2 separate regions of the Siniperca chuatsi genome follow, and region 1 is linked to region 2. A link is a contact called in public Hi-C data. All regions are on one chromosome and are shown on one strand. The core of a region is the stretch at or near the end of the contact, and the rest is flanking DNA. Distances in the headings are between cores, read along the strand shown. Region 1 overlaps atp2b1a (plasma membrane calcium-transporting ATPase 1a). Region 2 has its middle 3.0 kb from the start of LOC122871509.

Region 1 (5,228 bases), core at 410-2,909, 140 kb after region 2:
ATTTTTTCTATGGTTACTGGTGCCTTTTCTTTATTTTTTCTCTTTTCTCTCTCCTCTGGCTGTGTTGTGTTTTATTTCCTCTGGGCTTTCTCCTGTCACGCTGTCTGATTCTTTGCAGATGGATGTAGTGAGTGCGTTCCAGAGTGGAACTTCCTTTCAGGGGGCTCTAAGGCGGCAGGCCTCCAACTCCAGCCAACAACAGCACGATGTAACCAATGTTTCTAGCCCTACACATGTAGCCTTTTCTACTACTACCACTGCTGCCACTGCCGCCAACACCGCTTCTGCCACTGTGGGGTGTGAGTGCGTGTTCTCCTCTAGTGCATGAGACTTTTATTTCTTCTGTTCTTCTAACATCTTCCTCCTCCACTCTTCTTCTCACCTAACGTTGACACTTTTACTCTCTCATGCTTCTCCTAATGTGCCCCCCTGTTTTCTTCCAAAAAAAAAAAAGACACCAAAAATACCACATCTTCCATATTGCTTTGATAACACTGCTGTATATATGTGTACCCTGTAAGCAGGTCGCTGCTAGTGTCAAGGTGTTTTCTCTGTGTCATCATGTTTTCTGTTCTGCTTCTGCTTTGGTCTCAGAAATGGAAAGATTTTACTGTTATCTTGGGGGGTATTTTCTATTTGACAAAAATTACATTCTGGATTGACAGTCACCAGGTTTGTCTGCAGCTGCTCTGTACCCCTGTAGCACCCATGGGTCTGTGTCGCAGCTCTCAGCACTAGTCCCTAGTCGGGTAAATGTTTTGAGTATACGCCCATGATCACGGTCTAAAACAATAGAGACAAACCATGACATGGACCCCTGTGAGAAAATCTACCGAGTGTCAGTGGATGTCTTGTCAGTCAGTGGTGAAATAATGACCTTTTCTTCTCCAGCTGTGGCTGTTTCTGGGACTTTGCTGTGAAAAAGAGGGTATGTTAAAAGGGGGTGGAGGGTGGCAGAGGGGGGAGAGCACCCTATAGTGGATAAGCAGCTGCAGTTGATAATGACACAGTTTGTTAGTGTGTTTGCATGCAAGGCTGTGCATAGTTTTGAAAGGTCTGGCAGCCTTTTACATCATGCCAGTCGTGGAAGATCACTACGTCGAGAGCGGATACGGATCATTTGATGGTGGTATTTCCAAAGACCTACCTCTTGACCGTGCCCTTAAAAGAACTGTGTGGCTCTTGACGATGACTCTTTTTCTCTTTCAGATCTTCCCAGGCAGAGACCGTCTGACCGGCAGTGGATTTGAAATGTCTAACAGATGTCACGAAAAAAGCTTAATGGAATAAATGACTGTGCTCTTGAATGTAAACATGTGGGACTTTCCCCAGACACATTAACAGCAGATCCAATGTTTTTCCCTGGCACGTTGAAACATTATGCAATGCTGCAGTAATGTTTAGGTCTCTGTCTCAGGTGGGACTCCTTTAAATCTCTTGGACATGCCAGCGGGTGCTTCCCTTCTAAACTCTGAACTTTTCCTTTCAGGTGCTCTGGAAAATAATTTTTTTTTTTTTATGTGTATATTTGTTTGTTGGCAGAATGTGTCCATCTGGCAATGTGTTGCCAAAATGACCCAAAAAAGAATGAATACCACTGACCCCCCACATATTCTTCTTTAGATTCTGTGAAATGTGTCATGGGCTATACTCAAAGGTTTACTACCATTGAACACAAGGTAGCGCCGCGCTCTGCATGGGTTCAAAGTCTCTGGTCTCGTTTGTGAGTTTTTTCTCTTTGTGCTGTTTTTGACATGTATACCAGCTTGTAGATATGCTTGGCTGCCGCAGCTTTTTTGTTTTTCCTCCACAAACATAAGCTATAACTGACCACCCCTTTCTGTCTTTCTTTCTCTTTTTCTTTCTGATTGTCTTCTCTCTCTCTGCCTGTTTCTCTCCTTTCTCTTTCTTTCTCTGTCTCTTTCTCTTTCTTCTCCTGTCTCTTTCTGTCTTGCCCTTCTCTCTCCTCACTCTTTCCAAAGCATGTCCAACAACAGTACACTCCTTTTTTTCTCTTTGGATGTGTTCTTGTCTAAAGAACAGCATTCCTCTTATATCTTGGTTTCCTTTTTTGCATTTTGATTAATCAGACACAGGCCTCTACCAAGTGTTTTGTGAAATACTACTACTGTACTCACAAAAAAAATATACACTGCATTGGGTTTGACACTGGTTTGTACCCTTCCTGAGGCTGATTCTTGAATTTACTACATGAGTTTTAAGAATAGTTTTTCTACAAGCACAGAGTGAAGTGTCAGGTTTGTCTCCACCGAATGCAACTAAGGCTTTCGATCTCTCAAACACTTTTATTTTAAACAACACTGCGATCTGAACTGGTTCTTTGCAGGCTTGCAGTCCAGTCTGTCACACACTACTGCAACCTGAAGTCTTTTATGCCCCCCCATCAAATAGGCTTTTAATTCAGTGACATGTCTACATTTCAGGACAGGACAGAGGTTCACTTAGAGAAACAGAAGTGACACACAGAGACAGAAGTGAAATGTGAATTTAACTGAAGAATATTGGCTGTTCCTGTTGACACTTTGAAGCTAGTGTGAACTTTTACAACTCAGCATAACTGCACACCTGCACGTGTCTCTGAGAGTTTCCCCCCTCACACTCAGTTTTTGTCCCTGAAACTCACCTATTATTGACCCAATAAAACCTGCGCCCTCGGTTTTTATCTGTGGTGTTATTCAGGTGTTAAAATACAAAACACACATGTATCATTACTGAATGTGACTAAATGTCTGCCTTTCCCGCTCCCTGTCCCTTCTCCGTCCCTCCAGATCCGGGTGGTGAATGCATTCCGCAGCTCCATCTCCCTCTATGAGGGGCTGGAGAAGCCCGAGTCGCGAACATCAATCCACAACTTCATGACCCACCCCGAATTTCGGATAGAGGACTCTGAGCCCCATATTCCCCTCATAGACGACACCGACGCAGAAGACGACGCTCCCACCAAGCGCAACTCAGCCAGTCCCCGCAACGCCACGCCCACGCCGCCCTCACCCACGCTTGCCACTGTCGCCCCCACCACGCCGGTCTCTCCCTCCCCAAACCAGAACAATAACGCTGTGGAGAGCAGTAACCATCTCCTCCCAGAGGGCCCCAAATCAGGAACCCCCTCGGCCCCAGGGAGCCCCCTACACAGCCTGGAGACCTCCCTTTGATCTGACCCCGCTCCACACGTCACCACCACTTTTCTGCCCACCACCAAGGAGCTCAACTCAGACAAAACGAACGAACACTTGGAGAGGAGAGACGGAGGGCTAGAAGGAGAGCGGAGTCTTGTGAGAGCTTGGCTTGGGCTGGACTAAAAGAACAGCAAACATTCAGAGGAATGTACGGCTTGGTGTGGATGCTTTGGTCTTTTATTTTTGGTTCTTATTAATACCCCACTGCAACACAAGGACTCTGTCTCAACCCCTCCCTCCTTGGTAACTTTTGTTTTTCTCGGTAAACAAGGGGTGATTATAAACTCAGATTGAAAGTGACCTGTTTTTATTATTCTATTGTTGTTGTTATTATTATTATTATTATTATTATTATTATTATTATTATTATTATTTTAATTGAGAAGGGGAGGTGGTCCTCCTGGCTTGAAGATTGTCTGTAAGAATTATGAAAGAACCTTTAGCTTCTCTTTTATCTGAATGGTGTTGTATATTTATCACTTTGGCCCTTGCTCATTCAAAACTTACTTCTGCTCCATTGGCTGTTAATATTTTGAGTTATTTATGTTTTTGGAAAAAGCAGGTCTGTTTACAAAGTTTGTAGATACTTTTTTTCTGTTTGTAGGCAAAAGAGCTTCCTGATGTATGATGCAGAAAACTGGGACAGAATAAAAAATGAATGAGAGGATTATTTCAGATACTGCTGTATTTTCAGGAAAAAAGGGTGTTTCTATTGAAACTTAACTATTTTTGCCTGCAAGTTTTATTTGTTATATATTTGTAGATAAATGTAGAACCTTCTAGCCAAACCAATAAACACTAAGGCTTGTATAGAAAAGAGGTCCATGGGGCGAGGTGTTTTCACAGGAGATGGGACGGGAAAGACTATTAAGGCCTCTGTCCATTAACGTTGCTATAAATATTTACTTCTTCCATTTCTTCGATAGTTTTCATGTGCACAAAACCTTCTGGAGTTCTGGATTCTCTTTTCATTCATTATGTTGTGTTCAAGGATTTCCACATGTTGAAAGGTTAACTCATTAAAGGGAGTTAAGAATTTTTCTGGGCCCGTATTTAGCAAGCATCTCAGGATGACACCTAGAATCATGCTGTAAGTTGGACTAGGAAACAAAGTCTTACCTCGGAGTTGTGACATGAGGTCCTTTTTTATGAAGTCACTTTTCAGCAGGAAGTTGAAGTTCTCCTTTTAGACTTTTGTGGTTTTACAACACTTTGGACCGTAAAATTAAAATGTCTTTTTGTAGTAGTTATTAGTTACATTCAAAAGAGGCTGATTCAGATTATATGATGCGGGAAAAAGAAAATAGCTTCCCTCGTGGGTGTATGACAAGCTAATTTATGCACGTTAAGGCTAAAAATTTGTTTTTGCCAAAACTCATAAAAGCACTATAATGACTTACAGTTAAAAAGCTTGTTTGTTTTTGTTTTTTTACGACCACTTGAGTTCAAACCAGCGCTGTGTTGTGAGCTATTCAGCCAGTGCACCTATTTATTGTTCAATAAGACGTTCATATAGACTAAACGTGAATGTGCCTTGGCTACAATAACAATTTAGACGATGCTTTGTCCCATCATTTGCCACCTGCAGGTAACTGTTACTCCTACAGCTAAAAGTAGGACCAAATAAGCCTCATTCTGAGCCAGTTATGACTGAGTTTCTCTCTCTGGGTGCTTGATAAATATGGACCCTGGTCGTCATTTGTTTAAAAAAAAAAAACAACAAAAAAAAAACAGTTTTTAAATTGGTGCATTTAATTTCTATTTTTGTTTTTCTCAGCAAAGCGTTAGCCCCCTGCCAATGTACAATATTGTAATTTGTTTACTCAGGCATAGAAAAAGTATTTAATTTAAAAGGAATCTATAAATAAAGAACCTTTTAACTTCAGACTTTGTGTATTTAGATAGTAAAACATTGTCTTGGTCAAAAAAAGCAAGTGAATTATTTTCATATTTCATTCAATCTTTAAGATCACGCCTTAGGAAAAACTTTATTTTACTCCTCCGAGTTCTGGTTTGTTGACATTTTAAAAA
Region 2 (4,818 bases), core at 295-2,794:
CATTTGTCACAGTGCAAAACCTGTTTAATACTAAGTGATGTAAAAATATTGGATGGATGATGTGGTCTGATGTGGCTTTAGTCAGAGTCAATCTGTACTGTTTGAACTAATTGCTTTTGGTTGGCATTTACCTGCAATGTCCCTTTTAAATTTCAGTGTACAGTATGTGTGTTTGGAGGGCAGGGGGTAGTAACATGGAGATCACACACATTGCATAAGCCTTCCCCCTCACCCTCTCTGTAAATTATCTCATCTCTGTCATTACCCAATCTTGTGAGTCTGTCTCCCCACCAGGCTTGCTGCTAAAATGCTAATGTGGTCCGTGCACTGCAATTACTAAACACACACAAACGCAGAAACACACACCTCTCCCCCTGTCACCCATTAGGGGGGCATAACAACCCCTGTGCTGCGCCTCGCTTAAATCAATGAACAGACTTCACTTTGGGGTATGTCTGAGACATTATATTAGTCAAATTAAAATCAAATTAAAAGCATTTGCTTTGGCTGTCCAAGAGGGGTGAGGGAAGCAGATGAAGGAAAAGAGGGGGAAGGACTGAGAGATGAAAGCAATATCTGGTTTTTAGCTGTGTCGGTTGGTCGGTCCACCACTTTGGTCCAGACTGAGATATCTCAACAACTAGATGGATTGGCAGACGATGTCTACTAAAGAGTTCATTTGTGGTTTTGTGTGAAATGTTTCAGCTACTGGATGGATTGTAATGAAATTTCATACACAGTCGTGTCCCCTTCAGGATGAATTGTAATAGCTTTGGTGATCCCTTAACTTTTCATCTAGCACCATCATCACATCAAAATTTGAATTTGCTCCGTACTTTGGTTTATGATTAAATACGTGCAAAACTAATAACATTCCCATCAGCCTCAGCTGTTGCTACTTTGTGTTTAGTGCTAATTAGCAAATGTTAGCATGCTAACACGCTAAACTTAGTCTTAGTCTTGTTTTATAACAAAGAAGAGAAAAGCTGCAAAAATATAGTATCTCCTTTGGGTCAAATTAAATAATGCCAATTAATATAGTGGCATTTCTTATTTATAGTACATTATGGGATGAACTGAGGCAGCTGGTTTATCCCTTGTATTGTTGAGACTTGAACGTGATCCAACTCTCTCCATGCAAACATAATGCTCTCTTTCTCTGTCTGGCTTTTTTCTCTTTCTGCCTCTTCATCTTAAACAAACACACAAATACACAGACGAATTGATCCTGGATTGCAAAAGTCTTCACTTTATTATGGGAGGGTGGGCACCATCGCCCTGTGGAAAAAGCTCATTTTTGCAGCTTGTATATACAGTTCTGATTCCTTCAGACACTATCTAAAGCTTGTGATCATAGGTGAGTTATAAGGTATAACACTCATACCTCTGAGCGTTTAATTTTTTGAAATTCCTGCATTTTTGGTAACATAGAGACACAGAGAGAGAGAGGCAAATTACATGTGACAAAGGTCCTAGTCTGGAATCAAACCAAGGACGTCACAGCCACATGATAGGCGCCTTTAGCCAGCCCAGCCACCCACACACGGATTATTGTTGAAAAATTTTTTTAGATGTGGAGACACTAAAAAATGTAGTTCAACATGGCTGGGGTTGGTGGCTGACTTAATTTATGCTGATTAATCTCTACAGCTCATAAACACATTCCTCCTAGTGCTCACTGAGTTGGGCTTTGCTAAACAGCAGAATGATTCTTGTTAACAGCACATATCATGTTACATTTTTAGGTATTTGTTTCTTAATTTTTCATGCAGGCATAAATAGACACACAGTCATTCAATGGTTTTGAGGTAGGCATGCATGTTGTTTTGTGTGAGACAGAGGGGGGAAAAAAATCTTGTTTGTATGCCGTTGCCAGGTAGAGCTCTGTAGGGATTTAGTTATGAGTGTATGACTGTGCATGTATGTGTGTATTTTGAAGAAATTACTATGGGAGGCTGGGTATTTACCCTGCATGGCAAAATCATTTTGTTGACTGTGTGGAAAATCAATGACATGTCTCTTTCTCTGCCTGGCTCTGCAGAGCCCAGAGGCGGTCCACGTGGTCCACATGGTGGCGCTCTGACTCAACATCAAATCTCTCTTTATTGTCCCTGACACTTGCTCCCGTTCTCACCTGATTCCCTCCTCTCTTCTACTTCTCTCTCCTCCGTCACTATCTCTTATGTCCTCTTGTGCTTCTCTCTGTTTTCTCTCTTCTGTTGACAGAGGCTGAATGTCACACCATCTGCCATGGCATGTTGCTGAGGGGGAATGTTTTATTAGCGCTGCTCTTGGCATACATCGTGGCCTGGCCTGGCTTGGCTGCACTGGCCCTCAGCAGGTGCACACACATGTAAAAAATTGCATGAGCATATGAGTTGATACAAGGTGAATTTTCTAATTTGAACTCTGAGCGGAATGAATTACATTTCGGTTTAGCCAAACTGATGGAGGGAAGTGGACGGGGGTGGAGAGAGAAAACGAGAAACGAGAGCGAGAGTTGGTTAATTCTGTCTGAGCTGGATGCCTCAGCCCCTAGTCAGAACATGGGGGCTTGTCTCTTCCAGTTCCAGAGAGCGCAGTGAAATGCCCTGTGGAGGAGATGCATGGGCAGCAACCAAAGGAAAGTCAGTTTGATCAGCACTCACATTCCTGTGTCAGGGGGCGGGGGGATTTTAATAAGGGTATTCAAATGTGTTTGGTTCTGTTTGTGTATGTGAGTTGGATGTGTGTGCGTGTGTGTGTGTGTGTGTGTGTATTTCATGTTCTTATATCCCGGTGGGGACTTTAGCCTGAATGCACACTAGGTTACAATTAGGTTAAGGTTAGGGTTAGGGTAAGGGTTAAGGTTAGGCACTTAGTTGTGATGGACAAGGTTAGGGTAAGGGGCTAGGGAAAGCATCATGTCAATGACTGTCCCCCACTGGGATAGTGAAACAAACGTGTATGTGTGTGTGCAGTTAGAAGAGAAGGAGTGTAGATTGGCTCTGATTAGACCCTGCATCACAAACACACATACACACACACATAGCCTGCTCTGTCTCTCTCAGCACAGACCTGGAAACGGAGCGTGATGGAGAAGAGGAGGGACGAAAATCAATCCTTCACCGTCCCTTCTTACATCTACCCGCTCTTCTCTTGGTCTCATTTTCTCCCTTCTATACTGACTCTGACACACACACACACAAATATATTGACATGTGTATTTTCCAAAGCGCCTCTCTTTGCTGTATACATGGCTATTGAACAGTGACCATTAACGTCCCAATATAATCACTCACAGAGACCTGTTCTCCCCCACAGCACAGCCATCAGACATGGTGTCCATCACTTCCAGGGAGATTCTTCTGTTAGTTTAACAGATTTTGGAGCTCATTATTATTATGTTAATTCACATATGATATCTGCATATTTTCACCTTGCACAGTATTGATCAGATGATTTGAAAAGCAAACCTATTAATGAAAATCCCCTAGAGATTGATTCTGTCTGTACAATAAAAGAGGCAATTTCTATTTTGGTTATACCCTCACTTTTCTCATGTAACATGATGTCGATTGATCGGTATGTTCTTGTGCACCAATTGATTTATGCTTCAGTATTGCTAAAATTAACTGGTACCGCAGCTTTATCGTCAACTTGTATCTCCCTTGTCACATGGTCACATGCACATATACATGTATGTAGTGCCAGTGACAGCTTCCCTGAGGCAAAAAGAAACTGTCATCCCTTCTGTCTGACTTGTATAAACCATTTGCCACAATCACTCTGCAGTACTAATACATACTGCCACTCTGTCCTACTGCATCCCTGCTTTAAAACACCTGCTAAACCTCTCTTTGTGATAGAAAAATATGTATATAGAACAAGAAAGATGTATGAACTATGTTTAGTATACGATAAATTGTATTAATCCCACACAAGGGAGGGTCACAGCAGCAAAAGGAAGTGCAAGAACAGATGCATAGTAAATGACCTTTAAAATATATGTCACAGGATCTAGTATATACAAAATGAAGCATGAAAAAAAGTTACTAAATACTAAATGTAGTAAGACAAAAATAATCACAAATAAAGTGAGTAAAGTTGCAATAAATAATTAAATGCAAAAATTACATTTAAACAAAATGCAAATAATACAAGAACAAGAAATAAAATAGTGAGATTATATGGTTTGAAGATTTAATAATATAACCAAGTTAGTAACAAAGTGAGAGCAATTAAATATTCATTACAATTATGTAACATGAATTGGAAATTACTGTGAACAGCCTAATTGAAATTAGTACTTATATAACAGATTGGCTATTAGTAATTTAACAGTATACTGTTAAATTACTAATAGCCAATCTGTTGCTATAACATTACTTTAATAAAAGTATGAGACATGGCAGTATGCACTTCTAACTCGTATGATTCAGCACATATCCAAGACAGCAGTGATTTTACCAGTGGTGGAAAGTAAGTATATTTACTGTACTTAAGTTTAAGTTTGAGGTACTTGTACCTTTCTTGAATATTTTTTATTTTATGTTATTTTATACTTCTACTCCACTACATTTCAAAAGGTTATATTGTAGTTTTTATCCACTACATTTATATGAAATTGTACTAGTTACTTTGCAGGTTTAATTTTGACATACTGAACATATGATCAGTTTATTAAAAAACATACTTTATAACCCAACAGTACATAAAGTAGTTATTTAGTTATTTTAAATACAGGGCTTTACCCTGTATTTAAAAGAGCAAGCTTTGCTTGAAACGTGTACCCTATTTTCACATTGTGATGTTGATACTTTTAGGCTACAGAAGTGA

The links. A called contact is a pair of places that touch in the nucleus more often than the background predicts.
Region 1: a contact with region 2 is called in a Hi-C map of liver, with 6 times the contacts expected there. The contact joins two enhancer-like sites. A contact is called at or near these places in 3 of 3 Hi-C or Micro-C datasets (liver, skeletal muscle and an unstated tissue).

Annotation. Positions count from the first base shown.
Region 1 is chrLG23:9,708,787-9,714,014 of ASM2008510v1, forward strand. atp2b1a (plasma membrane calcium-transporting ATPase 1a) reads left to right here. Exons shown (of 21, transcript XM_044185799.1): 21 at 2,790-5,228. The coding sequence ends at 3,173. Among protein-coding and RNA genes, the nearest start is that of mest, 5.0 kb to the right of the region's middle. Within about 2 kb of position 1,660, the one cell type or tissue checked has an H3K27ac peak away from gene starts, as active enhancers do. A contact at or near this core is called in liver, where this site is marked.
Region 2 is chrLG23:9,573,282-9,578,099 of ASM2008510v1, forward strand. No RefSeq gene overlaps it. Among protein-coding and RNA genes, the nearest start is that of LOC122871509, 3.0 kb to the right of the region's middle. Within about 2 kb of position 1,545, the one cell type or tissue checked has an H3K27ac peak away from gene starts, as active enhancers do. A contact at or near this core is called in liver, where this site is marked.